Regions from separate parts of the Capra hircus genome. Here region 2 is linked to region 1. A link is a contact called in public Hi-C data. All regions are on one chromosome and are shown on one strand. Each heading gives the region's core, a stretch centred on a gene start, on an enhancer-like site or on the middle of the called end of the contact. The rest is flanking DNA. Distances are from core to core; before and after follow the strand shown.

Evidence for each region. Hi-C and Micro-C count contacts between places; a contact is called where the count stands out from the background.
Region 2: a contact with region 1 is called in a Hi-C map of blood, with 2.3 times the contacts expected there. The contact joins the enhancer-like site here to the promoter of CCND2 in region 1. A contact is called at or near these places in 2 of 5 Hi-C or Micro-C datasets (both in blood).

What each region holds. Positions count from the first base shown.
Region 1 is chr5:104,704,464-104,711,534 of ARS1.2, forward strand. It overlaps CCND2 (G1/S-specific cyclin-D2), which reads right to left and starts at 4,645. Exons shown (of 5, transcript XM_005680985.3): 1 at 4,127-4,645; 2 at 2,187-2,402. The coding sequence starts at 4,321. LOC108636066 (a long non-coding RNA gene) reads left to right here and starts at 2,915. Exons shown (of 3, transcript XR_001918114.1): 1 at 2,915-3,362.
Region 2 is chr5:104,935,768-104,943,467 of ARS1.2, forward strand. No RefSeq gene overlaps it. Among named protein-coding and RNA genes, the nearest start is that of PARP11, 93 kb to the right of the region's middle. Within about 2 kb of position 3,679, at least 2 of the 5 cell types and tissues checked have an H3K27ac peak or open chromatin away from gene starts, as enhancers often do.

The sequences.
Region 1 (7,071 bases), core at 3,395-5,894:
TTTTTCATTCTCCTGGAAAAATGATGTACACAGAAAGAAGCTCAGATTTAGGGTTCTTGGTCTAAATTCTTGGCAGCCAATCAGCTCGTCTGCCGTCGGTGCCAAAAAGTGCCATTTTCCTCTCTGCTGCTAAGACTTTCCCCTGGACACACAACACAGAAGACCTCAGGAAATGACACCCAGACACAGCACACCCTTCCACATACAGGTTTTCGCAGTTTTCTGTTACCATGACTAAAGGACCGGAGGGTCACTGGCCGCCCCCAGCCCCCAACCCCGTTTTGCGGCTGGAGGGGATTCAGGAGAGGATTAAAGCGCTTGTTCGAGGTCATAGAGAAGAATGCAGCCCAAATCCTGGCACAAGGCTAACCCGGTGTCTGTGGGCCTCTCACCAGCAGCCCACCTACTGAAAAAACCTTGTTTCTTTTCCTCATGGAGGTACTTCGGGGGGAATTATGCTCAAGAGAAACAAGTCAAAAGGAATGCCTTAAAAAAAGTGCAGTCAGAGGGAAAACAGGTCTATCGATAGATCATCGTCAAAAGGAACGAGAGGCTGAGAGCAACCTGCCAGTCCAGCTCGCTCCCACATTCACCCGGGGAAACTGACTCTCTTCCCCCCAGCCACCGGAGCCCCATTCTGCCCACGGCACCCACCGGCTGTGTGGTCTCCGCCAATGCCCTCCCCTCCCTGGTCTTAGCTTCCTCATTGGTAAAATAGGAGGACCCCTCTAGAGCTCAACTTCTGGGATAAAGAGACTAGGAACAGACATGTGTCTGCAGAAATACAAATTAGCTTGGCAGACCCTCCAAAAACTTGGGGTGCTCTAAAAGATCTGAGCCCCCCCATCATGATGAAACAGTGATGCAAAAGGAAGATTATTTTTCCTGGTCTTCTTTGGGGAAAGCAAATAATAACTGGATCTTAATTCTACCCATTTGTTTGTCTTTACTGGCTTTATTGTCGGCCTTTGCTTTTTTCCGGAGGTTGGGGGTAAAAACACAGATAGCCTTCTGAACAATCAGGGTCTTCCAAGACGGCTTGAAATTCCAGCTCTCCTTCTCACGGGAGAATGTGAGTATAAACCACTCGACTTGTACCATTATTAAAGGAAGCAGATCTCCCAGAAGAAAGCACCTTTCTGGGCCTCTCCGACCAAACCAGAAGCAGCTGAAATCTGGCAGCTGTTCAAAGGTGAGGTCATTCATGCCCCTCTGCATTCTCGGAGATTCCTCCCCGTCCTTGCACATGTCTGCCGCTAGGTGGCAGCACAGCCTCAGGGAGGACGGCCTCTCACAAAGAACTCAGTTCAGGCAGCCAGTCCAGGCCCTCTGGACTTCGGCGAAGGCCTGGCCAGCAGGGAGGGAGGGTGGAGGGGAGGAACGGGGGGTGGGGGGGGCACTCTTCCAAAAGAGTTGGGAGTTGGGTGTGCAGATCACTGAAGGTGGGCCTCTGGGGCCACTCAGCCAATGCCACACTGTGGCTACATGGACGTCTTAAAGGTGAAGCTGCAGAGGCAAAGGGTCCTTCCTACTGGGTGGGGAAAAGGTTTGCTGACAGAAAACCAGAGCCCAGACAAGATCCCCATGTCTGTGCAGAGGTTACAGCCCCACCGAAGATGGGAATCCATGCCTCCGAATCCTCCCACAAAGGGCCAAACTTGACTCTGCTCAAAAGCCAGTGAGTTGGTGTTTAGTGAACAGCTACTATGTCCAGGTATGCCAGAGACTGAGAGATTCCCTAGAGGCTACCTTTGAACTCCTAGTTCTTAGGAGACACGTCACAACACGTCTGAATCATGTTGAGGTTGACGACTGTCTCAGAAGTCAGTGATTGAAAACTGGGAATTTAATTAAAATATTATCACTGTGTTCTATACCTCCACTACACACACACACACACACACACACACACACACACACACTCTGCAAATGAGTGTCAGCAACCCAAACCTCTGTGAAGGAAGATCTTATGCATGGGCGGAGCCTGAGTACTTTGTATATACAGTCCAGCACACAGTAGGAACACAAGGAGTCTCAATAGGAAAAGTCAGAGTTCCCCAAAGGGTGGACATTTCACAGATGGGTAATTTGGGGTCCTAAGAGTTTGTTCTGGGAGCGGTGGGTCAAGGCGGATTAGGCCAGGGCAGAGCAGAAAGGCAGGCAGGCAGGAAGGAGGCAGGCATTACCAGCAGCTCCTGAGGCTTGATGGAGTTGTCGGTGTAAATGCACAACTTCTCAGCGGTCAGCGGGATGGTCTCTTTGAGCTTGGACGCCAGGAACATGCACACGGCCCCCAGCAGCTGCAGATGGGTCTTCGGAGTTGGGACTCCGGCCAAGAAGCGGTCCAGGTAATTGATGGCGAGAGGAAAGACCTCCTCTTCGCACTTCTGCTCCTCACAGACCTACGACATGAGTGGGAAGGGGTCGGGGTAGGGGGAGACCATCATATCAGGAAAGGAGGAAGAAAGGGAAATCGCACAATCCAGGGAAATGACAAAAATGTTGAATTTGGGGGGAGGGGAGGGGAGTAGCATAAGCGATAAGAATGAAGACGAGGAAATTGGGGGCAATTTACATGGCCATCCGCGCGGGGGTCCTCCCCGGGAACTTAAAATCTCAAAGGAGAGGGGGCTTAAGGACCCCGAAGCCGAGGGCGCAGCAGCGCCGGCCCCGCCGCCCCCGTGGGCCGCTCACTACTCCGGGCGCTCGCACTCACTCACTCTCTTTTTTGGATTTCGTCATCTTTTCAAAAAATCAATAAAAATATTCTGGAGGCTCCAGGGGTCTCGTTCTTGGTCTCATTCGGATCCCCAGACCCTGCTCTATCATTTCCGACAATTGAAAAAATTGTCTGGAGGGGTCCCCGCGGCCCAGGCGCCGCATTTGGGGGGGTGGGTGGGGAGAGGTGGGGAAGCGGGGGGAGGGCGGAGGGAGCGAGCGCCGCGCAGCCTGGGCGGCCGGAGTCGGAGCAGGGGAGACGGGTTCAAAAAATAATTAAAAATCGAGGAAATATCCCAGAAAAGCCCTTTCGCCGTGAAAACCCCGCAGAGGACCCAGGCTTCCCGCAGCGGAGGTTTGAGGCGCCGGGAAGGTCTGGAGCGCGACCCCTGGGGCTTCGGATCCCGAGGGGAAACTTGCAGGGGAGAGCGCGGCGGCGGGAGTGTCCGGCCGCGGCCCACAAGGGCAGAGGCCGGGGACGGTGGCGAAGAGCTGGGGGACGCTCGAGGACGGGGAGCCGCCGGGGAGAGGCGCGGGGGGCTCCGGCCTCTCCTTCGGGGGGGCCCCGCTATCCCCCCTGCACACACCTCCTCCCCCTCCCACCCCACCCAGATCTCCGCACCCAGGAAACTGAAGGCCGAACCGTAAGTAACCTTCACGAGGGGGCGGGGTGGGTGATGGGGGAGAGAGGGCGCCATCAGAAGTGGGGGGACCGGGGTCGTGGGGTGCGAGGGGGAGCAGGCGACGCGTCCAGCCGCTCCACCCCCGAGTTTACAAAGCAACATGGCGAAACCACGGCAGGTCCGGAGCCGTGCAGACGTGGGCACACGGCAAGGGTTCGGAGCAAGGGGAAAGAAGTGCTTCTTCTGGGTTCCCCGAAAACACACGTTTCTTCAGTGTGACTTCCGGGGCTCCTGAATTCCCCGTTTCTCTTCTCCCTCCGCCCTCTCCCTCCCCCCTTAAGTGCCAACGCGGAGTCCCGACCACATGCGGGGACCCGAGGCTAGGACCCATTTGCTCTGGCCTTTGCGGGGGAAGGGGGTGCAGCTGACTTTTTAACTTCGGGGTTCACCCTCCCATTCTCTTCTTCAAGGCACCGCAAGCAGCCTCGGCTTAGCAAAAGGTCGCGACGGGGGTGGGTGCCGGTGGGAAGAGGTGGCAGCCGCATGCAGGCACACGCGCTCGGGATGCTCCCCCACCCCCCGCCCTGGGACAACCTCGCTGCTCTCCCCCTCCCCCCCGGGAATCTTGCACCCCCCGCAAGGAACCGAGAGGAAGCCACGCGTCTCGCCAAGGGCGCGGGGGTAAGCTCTGGCGCAGGAGTGGGGAGGCGGGCTCCCGAGGCTGCCCTCGCCCAGGTTCCGGGACCCGGCGCGGGGGCCGACGGAGCGCCTGCCTGCAGCCCTACCTCCAGCATCCAGGTGGCCACCATCCTGCGCATGTAGGGCTGAATGTCCTTCTGCACGCACTTGAAGTAGGAGCACTGGGGCAGGTAGCGCTCCTCGATGGTCAGCAAGTTCTGCAACACGCGGTCGTCGTGGAGCAGGTTGGCGTCCGGCACGGCCCTGCGGACCGGCTCCACCTCGCCGCACAGCAGCTCCATGGCCAGCTGGCTACTCGCTCGTGCCCCTGCGATCTCCGGACTGGAAAAGTTGGGGTTTTTTTGGGAGGGGGGAGGGGAGAGGATTCCCCGTACCTCCTTCCTTTGGCTAAATAAGGGTTTTTTTGGAGGGGTAGAGTTAAAGGCAGAGAGAGAGAGAGAGAGAGAAGCCGGGGAGGAAGAGTGGAAAGGGAAGGATGGGCGGTGGGAGAGGAGCGCCCCGGGGGCGGCTGACTCTCTCTGCCCTCCCCTTCAAACTTGTCTGCTCTCCCCAGCTCGCTCGGCTCTCTGCTCGCTGAGGCAGTGACGCAAACTGGCTGGGCAGTTACTTCTCCTCCCTCTCGCCTCACCCCCCTCTCCGGTTCCTCCTCCCCTTCCCTCCCCTCCCGGCCCTCCCCTCCTCCTTTCAGTCTCTCCCTCCTTTCCCCTCTTGTTATTAAGGAGAACAGCAGCTGGCCCGACCAAACTTCAAACGCGGTCCCCCGCGCCGCCCCCCACCCTCTCCCTTAGCTCTCCGAGGCCCTCTCCCTCCACCAAGCCAGGGGCCCAGGAGAGGGGAACCCACCAAAAAAACCACAAAACCCCACCGATCCCTACTTATTCCCTGTAATTGCAGCACATTCTGTAGGTGCATCCCGCCAAAAATACGACCCTCCGACTCTGGTTTCCTCAAACATGATCGCTACACTCCAGCCCACGAATTTAAGATCCAGGAATGACCGGTGGGTGAGCTGAAGATGAGGTGGGCTCAAACGATTGAGAAATAAGATCCCTTATATGAACCCGAAGGAGGGTGATTTTGGAAAACAGTTAACTTTGCATACCCAGAGGGAAAGGGTATGTATGGCCCTGAAATGTACGTTCTTAATCATTTTCAGCCTGTTTCCGAAACCCGATTATAGGGACCAAAATACAGCCCCCCCACTCCGCCCCATGCCACCGCCCCCACCCCCCAACGCAGATGTGTGGGGAAAGGAAGAAGGCGGAGGGGTTGGTGTCCGGAGGGAGGGGGCGCTTCTTCGACGTGGGATATTGTGACCTAGCAGCAGAAACCCTCCCGTTCTTGGGGCGCCGCAGGCGCCACTGGGAGACGCGGGGAGGCGCCCCGAGCCGCCGCAGGCCGGGGGCAGGGCTACCAGCGGTTCCGCCGCGGCCAGCGGCCACGCAGGAAAAACCCGCTTCCTCGCCCTGCATCTGCTGACAAGCCGCCCGAGGTGTCTGCGCCGAGCGTGGCCACACTGATACAGCTTTCTAGGAAATAGCCCGGGGCGGGGGGGGTGCCGGGAGGGGGGCGAGAGAGGGGGTAGATTGGGCTCCCTGTCTCTCCCCCAGCGCCAACGACACCACTCCTTCGTTTCCTCCGAGGCCCAAGATCTCCCACCCCGGGTCCCTCGCCGGCACGCTCGCGGACCCTCCGGGTTCACGCCTCCATCGCAGCCAGGGCTTTCTCCTCGAGAACTGGACTGCGGTGGAGACGCGGTCGGCTCCGACACGTGCTCCGACGCATCCTCCGGTCAAAGCAGCTTTGGGAGGGGATCCGGGGGCGTTTCCTCACCTCCTTCCTCCCGCCACCCCCCTCCCACCCTGCCCTCTGTGCTATTTCACTCCGAGGGGGAAAGGAGCGGGCCCTGCGTCCCGGGTGCTGGCCGAGCTGGCACGTGCGGCGAGCGCCGCGTGGGTCGGGGCTCTCGCGACACCCCGAGGTCAGCCCAGCACCTCCCTCGCGAAGCAAGGAGGGTCTCAGAACCGGGGCATGGAGGGCGAGCGTGGTCGGGGGGGTGCGGGATGGGTGAACCCGGCGAGCGGTTCCCTGAAAGGAGGGGGAGGTGAAAGGGAACGCGGGGAGCGCGCAGAAAACCAGAGGTGCGAGCGATTAACTCCGGCCCCGGGGCCAGCCCCTTTCCACGAGGGTGGGGCGGAAGGGGTGGGTGGGTGGGTGGGTGGGTGGAGGGGGCTATCGCTTTAAAAGGGTGAGTAAGAGTTTGGGGCGCCGTCTCCCCTCCCTCTATTTGCATAGCCAATAGCTCTGGGTCTCCTGCTACTGCGCGCTGATTGTTACCGGGCAGATTACTTTTTTTTTTTTTTTTTTTAGTAGGACGCGTTCCCCGCTACATCAAAAGGAAGCCAAGGAAGGGAGGGCGGAGGGAGAGCGGGGATGGGGCGGGCGGGGGCTAGTGAGAGGCCGGGGCGCCCGCGACCTTATCAATAGCCGCAGGAATTAGGATCCTATCGACTGTACGTAAAGAAAGGGGAGGGAAGGGGGCGGGCGAGGAGAATGTCTAATTACGGTGGAAGCCATTAGCTTTCGGGAAGAAAAAAAAAGCTCGCTGAAAAACCCAAGTTGCAAACTCAAAATGAAACAGCCCCGCGCGGCGGGTGACACCCGGGGCCCAGGAGCGTGTTCCTCGGAAAAGATCGGGTCCCTAACAATCGCCTATTGATTTCAGTCAACGTGGACTTCCCGACTCAGGCCTTGAATCACTCCGGATAAATACGTTAACTTACATTTTAAGACCCCATAAAAGACCTACTCAAACTTCAGTTCAGCCACCTTTGAGCGGATCAAAGAAAGCCTGCGGGAGTTGGGGGTGGAGTGGGCTGGGGGCAGTGGGGGCGAGAGAGGTATTTTTAAAGTATAAATCTGCCCCGACAGGCAAGGACAGAAGCCGGCCAGGGCCCCCAGCCTCTTGACATCACTTGATAACTAACGCAGCACAGTCTTTTCTCCACCTCCCTGCAGAGAAAGCATCCTG
Region 2 (7,700 bases), core at 2,429-4,928, 230 kb after region 1:
CATCCAGGGACGAATGAATAAAAGAAGAGGTGATATATGTGTAGAAAATGGAGGAGTACTCAACTGTGAAAAAGAATGAAATCTTGCTATTTGCAATGTGGATGAGCCTAGGTCCATCTCAGGTGGATTTCCAGGTGGTGCTAGTGGTAAAGAATCTGCCTGCCAATGCAGGAGATGCTTGTTCCATCCCTGGGTCAGGGAGATCCTCTGGAGGAGGATGTGGCAACCCACTCTAGTATTATTGCCTGGAGAATCCCATGGACAGAGGAGCCTGGTGGGCTATAGTCCGTAGGATCACAAAGACTCAGACACAACTGAAGTGACTTAGCATGCATGCATGGATGAACTTAGAGAGTATTATGCTAAGTGAAATGAGTCAGAGAAGGACAAATACCAAACGATTTCACTTATACATAGAGCTGAAAAAAAGAAAACAAACGGAAAAATCCGTTGACTCCCCGCCCCCCTCCCCAACTCCCCAGAAGCAGATTTATAGATGCGGAGAACAAATGAATGATTACCAGGGAAAAGGGAAGGGGGGATGGGCAAAATGATGAAGGGGATTACAAGGTGCAAAGTCCTAGTGATAGAATTTAAATGGGTCACAGAGATGTAACGTACAGACATAGGGAATATAGCCAATAACATTGTAATAACTTTGTATGGGGACAGATGGTAACTAGACTTATCGTGGTGATTGTCTTGTAATGTTTAAAAATATTGAATTACTATGTTGTTCCCCTGAAACTAATATAATACTGTAAGTCAATTATACTTCAGTTGAAAAAAAAGAAAAAGACTATGGATTCTCGGTCCATCACTTTTTCTTTCATTTCCCTCTGCACTCCTCTGCTACATCCCCATCCTTCCTTCCCTCTTCCTTCTGCTTCCTTACAGCCACACAAACTTGCTGAAGTTGTGGGGAGCCTGTGTCCGGTGTCCCAGCCTGTGCACTGCACAAGTAACTCTGTACTGGACCGCCTTTACCTGGAGCTCTGGTGGCTCAGACGGTAGAGAATCTGCTTGCAAGGCAAGATCCCTGGGTCGGAAAGAACCTCTGGAGGAGGAAATGGCAACCCACTCCACTATTCTTGCCTGGAGAATCCCATGGACAGAGGAGCCTGGTGGGCTACAGTCCATGGGGCCGCACGGAGTTGAACATGACTGAAGAGACTTAGCGCAGCACCCAGCAAGGCCCTCAGAGGAGGCTGGGAGGCCAGGCTGCTGTTCAGGCTCTTTCTCTTCCTGTCTTTTCTTTTTATCTGTTTATTTATTTTGCACTCTGGCTTAGTTGCCCTGTGGCATGTGGGATCTTCCCAGATCAGGGATCGAACCTGAGTCTCCCACACTGGCAGGCAGATTCTTTACCACTGAGCCACCAGGGCAGCCCTTCCCAGCTTTTCTTACCTGAAAAGAAAACTGGGTCGAGATGGAGTCAGGATTCCGTGCTTGAACTTCAGCTCAGAGCTGTACCAGCTGCATGACCTTGGTCAAACCATTTCAATACTTTGGGCCTCAGTTTCCTCCTCTGTGAAAGAACAAAAATAATTCCTGCCTTGTATGTGTCCCATTAGGGGATCAAGTGAGATAATATATGTATAGAGACCAGGAAACGGGGCTCCCCAGGTGGCGCTAATGGTAAAGAACCTGCCTGTCAACACAGGAGACATAAGAGGCATGGATTTGATCCCTGGGTTGGGAAGATCCCCTGGCGGAGGGCATGGCAACCCACTCTGGTATTCTTTCCTGGAGAATCCCCATGGGCAAGAGCCTGGTGGGCTATAGTCCACGGGGTTGCAAAGAGTCAGACACGACTGAAATGACTTAAGTGTGCACGCATATCAAGTTACCATAACAGGACAATAATTGTTACCATCGTTTTCAGGGATTTCTTACCTGAGATGGGTGATGAATCCGGTTAACTGTGTCCTACAGTGTTTCTAAAGCATCTGTGGGACAGAGATTGGCACTTGCCCCCCACAACTTGGTGTGCCGACTCCACCCATATTTACAAGGGCTTCTCTCCCCTGCCATGCCTCCCTCTCCAGCTCCCCCAGGTCACAGGTAACCCAGTGCTTCCAGCCAGGACCCTGCAGACTCCTGTTAATATTAAGGATTGCTGCATTCCTTGCCGGGGGCAGGAAGGCACTGGACCACACTTATTAGTGCCCTTCATCCCTTGACGTAGCTCCTTTCAGGCTCGGTACACAGAGGGTTTTAGTTGTGTGTGTGTGTGGTTTTTTTTTTGCAATGTTGAAGTCTAACGAACGCTAAGCATGAAATAGCCTTCAGTCTCTACTTCTGAAAACCAAGACTGATGGCGTCTTCCCTTTCCTCTCTGCCTTTCAGCTTGGTAGCCCACAAGCTTACAGCTTTCAAGTCCCCTCCTACCTACAAGGATTGGGGTTGTTTGGGGGCACTTATTGGGAAGATCCTGCCCAAATCCCCTAACCTGAACTTTTTGCCATCTTTGTGTGGAACCCAGGGAACCGTGTTTGTTTCCACCAGTGCCTTCTACCCATTTATTCCAGGGGCACTGGCTATGAAATTAGAAAATGGGAGAAACAAGAACAGGATGCTCACCCTGTGTTTGCTCCAGTCTCATCTTTAAAATGGGCTTCCCAAGTGGCTCCGCGGTAAAGAATCTGCCTGCCAATGCAGGAGACTCAGGAGACATGGATTTAATCCCTGGGTAGGGAAGATCCCCTGGAGAAAGAAATGGCAACCCATTCTAGTATTCTTGCCAGGAACATCCCATGGGCAGAGGAGCCTGGTGGACTATAGGCCATGGTGTTGCATGATTGAGCTTCTGAGCATACAGGCACACATCTTTAAAATGGGGCCTCCCTGCCCTAGTCGACCTCACAGTCCATCCTGAGGTTTCAGTGAGCTGCCAGACATGGAAGCGCTTCACAAGCATCACACAAATAGAAAGGGTGATTCCTACTTGGATGTCATTGTTCTCCCTTGCTGTCTGACACCTCCCTAGCTCCCTCTTATAGGTTCTAGTCCATACCACGCTCATCCCCAGGAGGCCTGACCCGACTTTACACGTAGCTGACTTTCTGGACTTAGTTTTGTCCCAGTGGGTCCCTGTGTGCGTTCTGCTGGGTACCAGTGGGCTCACCACTTTGTAGTGAAGTGTAAGAGGAAGTTGCTCAGTTGTGTCTGACTCTTTGTGACCCCATGGACTATACAGTCCGTGGAATTCTCCAGCCAGAATACTGGAGTGGGTAGCCGTTCCCTTCTCCAGGGGATCTTCCCAACCCAGGGATCGAACCCAGGTCTCTCGCATTGCAGGCGATTCTTTAGTAGCTGAGCCACCATGGAAGCCAAGGCCCTCGATTCCATCACTGAATTGTCAGGTTGGAAGTGGAGTCAGTGAATTTAGTTCTATTTATCAGCTGAAGTCACTGAGGTCCAGAAAAAGTCAGGGGGTGAAGGACGTCCCCCATGTATTATCCTGGAGAGGAAAGTCTTCTTTCCCAGAGTTTTGGAGGAAAGGAATGCAAGCCGTCAGCCTCCTCTGGTGCTGATCTGCATGCAGTCGGTTGGGCTGAGGGGGCCCCAGGGGAGAAGTCCTTGCGGGGAACCAGGGCAGGCTAATTATACCCGGCTCCCTCTCCCTCCCGAATGCACAAGTGCTTGACAGCTGCTTCTTTGTACCCTTAAATATTTGAGCAGCCTGCGATCCTGGCCGGGCGCTCCTCCCTGCCCGCTCCCTCCACCCGGAAAGCGCCCAGGTCTTGCAGAGCTGCCCCTCATTCCCGAGATTAGATATGGTGCCTGTCAGCAGATAAAGAGGGGTCAGGGGCCCCAGGGGAAGAGGGGAGGGGGCGGCATCTTCTTTCCCAGAAAACAATCCCCACGGTTTCTGAATGTTATTAAGAAGGTATTAATGTAGAATTCAAGTTCATTCCAGCACGGAGGTGGGTTTGCCAAGTCCAGCCAAGGGGGTTTCGTGGGTCAAGGACTATGACCTCAACTGTCCATCACTGAAGTGTATGTATTGACCGAAGGCAGGTCATTCTGCCTTGACAGATACCGCAGGAAGGAGCTGACGGTGGAGAGGAGGAACAGAGAGGAGTGTGGGCTGCGGGATGCACGCGCGCGCGCGCGCGCGCGCGCACACACACTTGTTTTAATTGACAAGTCACCACTGCCCTCTACCGGCAAAGCTGTCACCTCCTCCCAGCGTGAGACACAACCTGGAACCTTTGCTGCTTCCCAAAATAATTTGATGGCTTGTTGCAAATGATTTTTCACACAACTCACAAATGAACTCTACTTCATGGGTTTTAGACAATGCATTCATTCATTCGTTTATTCCACAAGTAGTGGAATAAGGAGTGGAAAAGCAGTGTATGTCCCTGCTCTCCAGGGAGTGATAATATTCTATTTCTAAAAGGAGGTAAGGGGACTTCCCTGGCGGCCCAGAGGTTAAGAATCTGCCTGCTAGTGCAGGGGACGCAGGTTCCAGCCCTGGTTCGGGGAGATACCACGTGCCTTGGAGCAGCTAAGTCTGAGCCACGACTGCTGAAGCCCGGGAGCCTTGAACCTGTGCTCTGCGGCAAGGGAAGCCGGAGAACCGCGGCTGGAAAGTAGCCCCCACTTTCCACAACTAGAGAAAAGCCTGCGCAGCAACGAAGACCCCGCGCAATCAGAAATCAATGACTTTTTAAAGAGCTCTGCTTTAAAAAAATTAAAGAAGGAAAGTGATGCTTATTTAACAAGTACTATTCATTTCACTTTGTACAGATTTGCCACCCAAGGCACAAGCCCCCTGACCCCTGGAGCTCAGCTTCAGGCTTGCCGGTTTTCACCCGCAATTAGGATCTGGCTGGAGAAAGGAACTCATCCTCGCTGTCAGGGAGTATCTGGACTGGAATAATTATCTTGGACTCATGGGTCTGGAAGCCCAGTCAAGACTCACCCAAATCAAAGTGTGAGATTCCTAAGTCTCGATGGAAACCCATCCTAGCAGTTCCTAGAGTTTAACGCCTCCTTTGGGTGTGGGATCCTGTGTCTCCCACTTGGCCCCGCAAGCATCAACGTGGCTTCAGATTCTTGGAAACCATGATAAAGCACTGCGTTCACCTCACCTCCTTCCCAAGATTTTTTCAAGCTCTTTGTAAATCCTGGGGTTTTCCCCAGGCAACTGAGACAGGCACGGTTCCATCCAAAGCTTCTGATCCTGGTTTTTCTTCTTGTGCTTTTTCTTTAATCAAGTTAGGCAAAGTACGTATCCTTTCTCCCCCACCCCCAGCGTTTTTTTGGATTAGGTAATGCAATTCACATGGTCCAAGATCAAAACAATGAAAAAGCTTATGGTAAATATCAATTCATTGTGTCACCAGCCGACCCTGGCATCTCTCTTTCCTCTCTGCTCTGCCGGCAGAAACTGTTGTTAATTTCATGTGTGTTCTCTCCGTGTTTTTTTATGCAAATACAAACACATGTAAGTATACATTATTGTTGTCTTTCTGCATTAGACAAAAAGGAAGCACCCTTTGTACACATTTTAAACACTTTTTAACAGAACAGTGTACATTGGCTAACTTTCCATATCAATGTATTTTTAAAACTTCCTCATTGTTTTTATAGCTGTTAATATTCCATTGTGTGAGGATATTGTGGTTTATAGAACCAGTCTCCTATGGATAGGAAGTAGGGTTGTTTTTTTTTTTTTCCAGAATAAGGGCTCTTTTTAAATTTTTTATTTATTTTGTCTGTGTTGGGTCTTACTCGTGGCTTGTGGGATCTTCAGTTGATTGTGGGATCTAGTTCCCTGACCAGGAATCGAACCCAGGCCCCCTGCATTGGGATTGAGGGATCTTACCCACTGGACCACCACCAAGTCCCAAGAATAAGTATTAATACTCTTGAGTTCATCTTAGTACACTATTTTTGCTCCCTTCCTCTCCCCAGCCTTTTCACTATCTAATAAGGTTTAAAAAAGTATTATTGAACCATTGGAGGTTCACCTGCCTGGGGACTCACTTTGGAGCACGAACTGCACACTAAGAGCTCTGTGGACATCCCCAGGAGAGCAGATTGCGGGACCTAGCTCTCCATGGCCGTGGGCAGAACACTGCACCTTGGGGCTCTGCTTAGATCTGGCAGCTGGCATGATGGAGTGAACTTTGACTCCAGTACTTAGTGGAGAGAAATGATAGGAGTTTCTAGGGAGACAGATGAAAATGATAACCCTGGGCTGAACTAGAAATCACCTGCAGGGAATTGAAACTATATGGTCCTTGGATGGCACTGAAATACAAGCAGGGAATGAACCTAAGAAGTGAGGATGGAATGGAACAATGTCAGGCTTAAATGTAGGGGAACCACTTCTCCTTTCCAGAGCTGCACTGGTGCTTTCTAACACACTCCTGATCTTGTCTACAGGATCAGGCACTTCTCCCAACCATGAGCGTCACAATGCCTGCTTCCAAGGACTGAGAGAGTCTTAGGCTGGTTTGCAGCCCACGCAGCAGTAGATGATAGACTGACCTTGAAAGATGAGCAAAGAAGTGATGGCTTCACTGGTGTTGGACCACAAACACAATCACAGAGTGTTTCAGTGTCTACTGCTGTGTAACAAACCCCAGAACTTAGCACCTTAAAATGACATTTCTGTGGGTCAGGAAATTGGGCAGGACTCATCGGGGCAGTTCTCCCGACCATGAGCAATCATCTGGGGTCACCCATTGGCTACATTCTGCTGACTACTTGGCTGTTGAAAAACCAAGATCTCAGACCTGTGTCTGGGACCTTGACCCTTCTGCAGTGACTTCTCCTTTGCTGCCTTTTATAAGAGTCAGGCAGGAAATGGTGGGCACCAGCCCTCTGCCTGGGATCCAGGCATCCATACTCTGGCCACCAGCTTGCATCCCCGATGCCAGCCAGAGGCTGACTCTCCTGGCTGACTCTCCCACTTTACTGGGTGGGGTCTGGGAATGCCTGTTAAACCCAGTTCCAACCCTTCAACCAAGAGGTCTAGTCCCTCTTTTCCCTTTCTGTACTTGCGCCTGGTGTTAGCGCCTTTGCCAGAAAGACTTAAACCTTGTCAACTTCCCAACAATGAGAAATCCCACTGCCCCAGCCCTGGTGGCCCAATCAGACTTCAGGAAGAAGTTGCAAAATCCTCAGAGATGTCTGTCTGAACTTCCAAAAGTGGAGAACATGAGTGGAATCTGGGTGTTGGACAGATGGAGATGGAGCAGAGTCCTCAGGATGAACCAGACGGTGCAGGAGAGAGACGGAACCCGAGGAAGACGAAGGAAGAGAGCGGGGCCTCTCCCTCCGCTGCTGAGAGCACGGCTGAGCCAGGGTGGCTGTGAATAGGGGTCCCTGGGCCCCGAGTTCCTTGAGAAGACAGGGGAGACGCGGGGACGGGTAGGGGAGCGCATGATGCTGTGCCGTCTAGTTTGTCTCTAAGGCCCGCTGGGGCAGGACAGGAGCCCCCGCGCCGTCTGCGGCCCCGCAGCAGCCCCGGGCCCCAGCCCCAGCCGTGCAGCCCTGCTCCGAATTTCACACCATGTCTAATCCAATCACCCGGCAGATTGCAAGCTCTCTGCCTACCTCCCAGATAGAGACTTCTTGGCTGCCTCGAGCGGTCGGCTCCTTCCCAGCCCGGCCGTCCTCCTCCTGCTCACCCATGTAAACCGTTCGGCGGCCCCCTCCGACCCACACCTCCCCTTCTG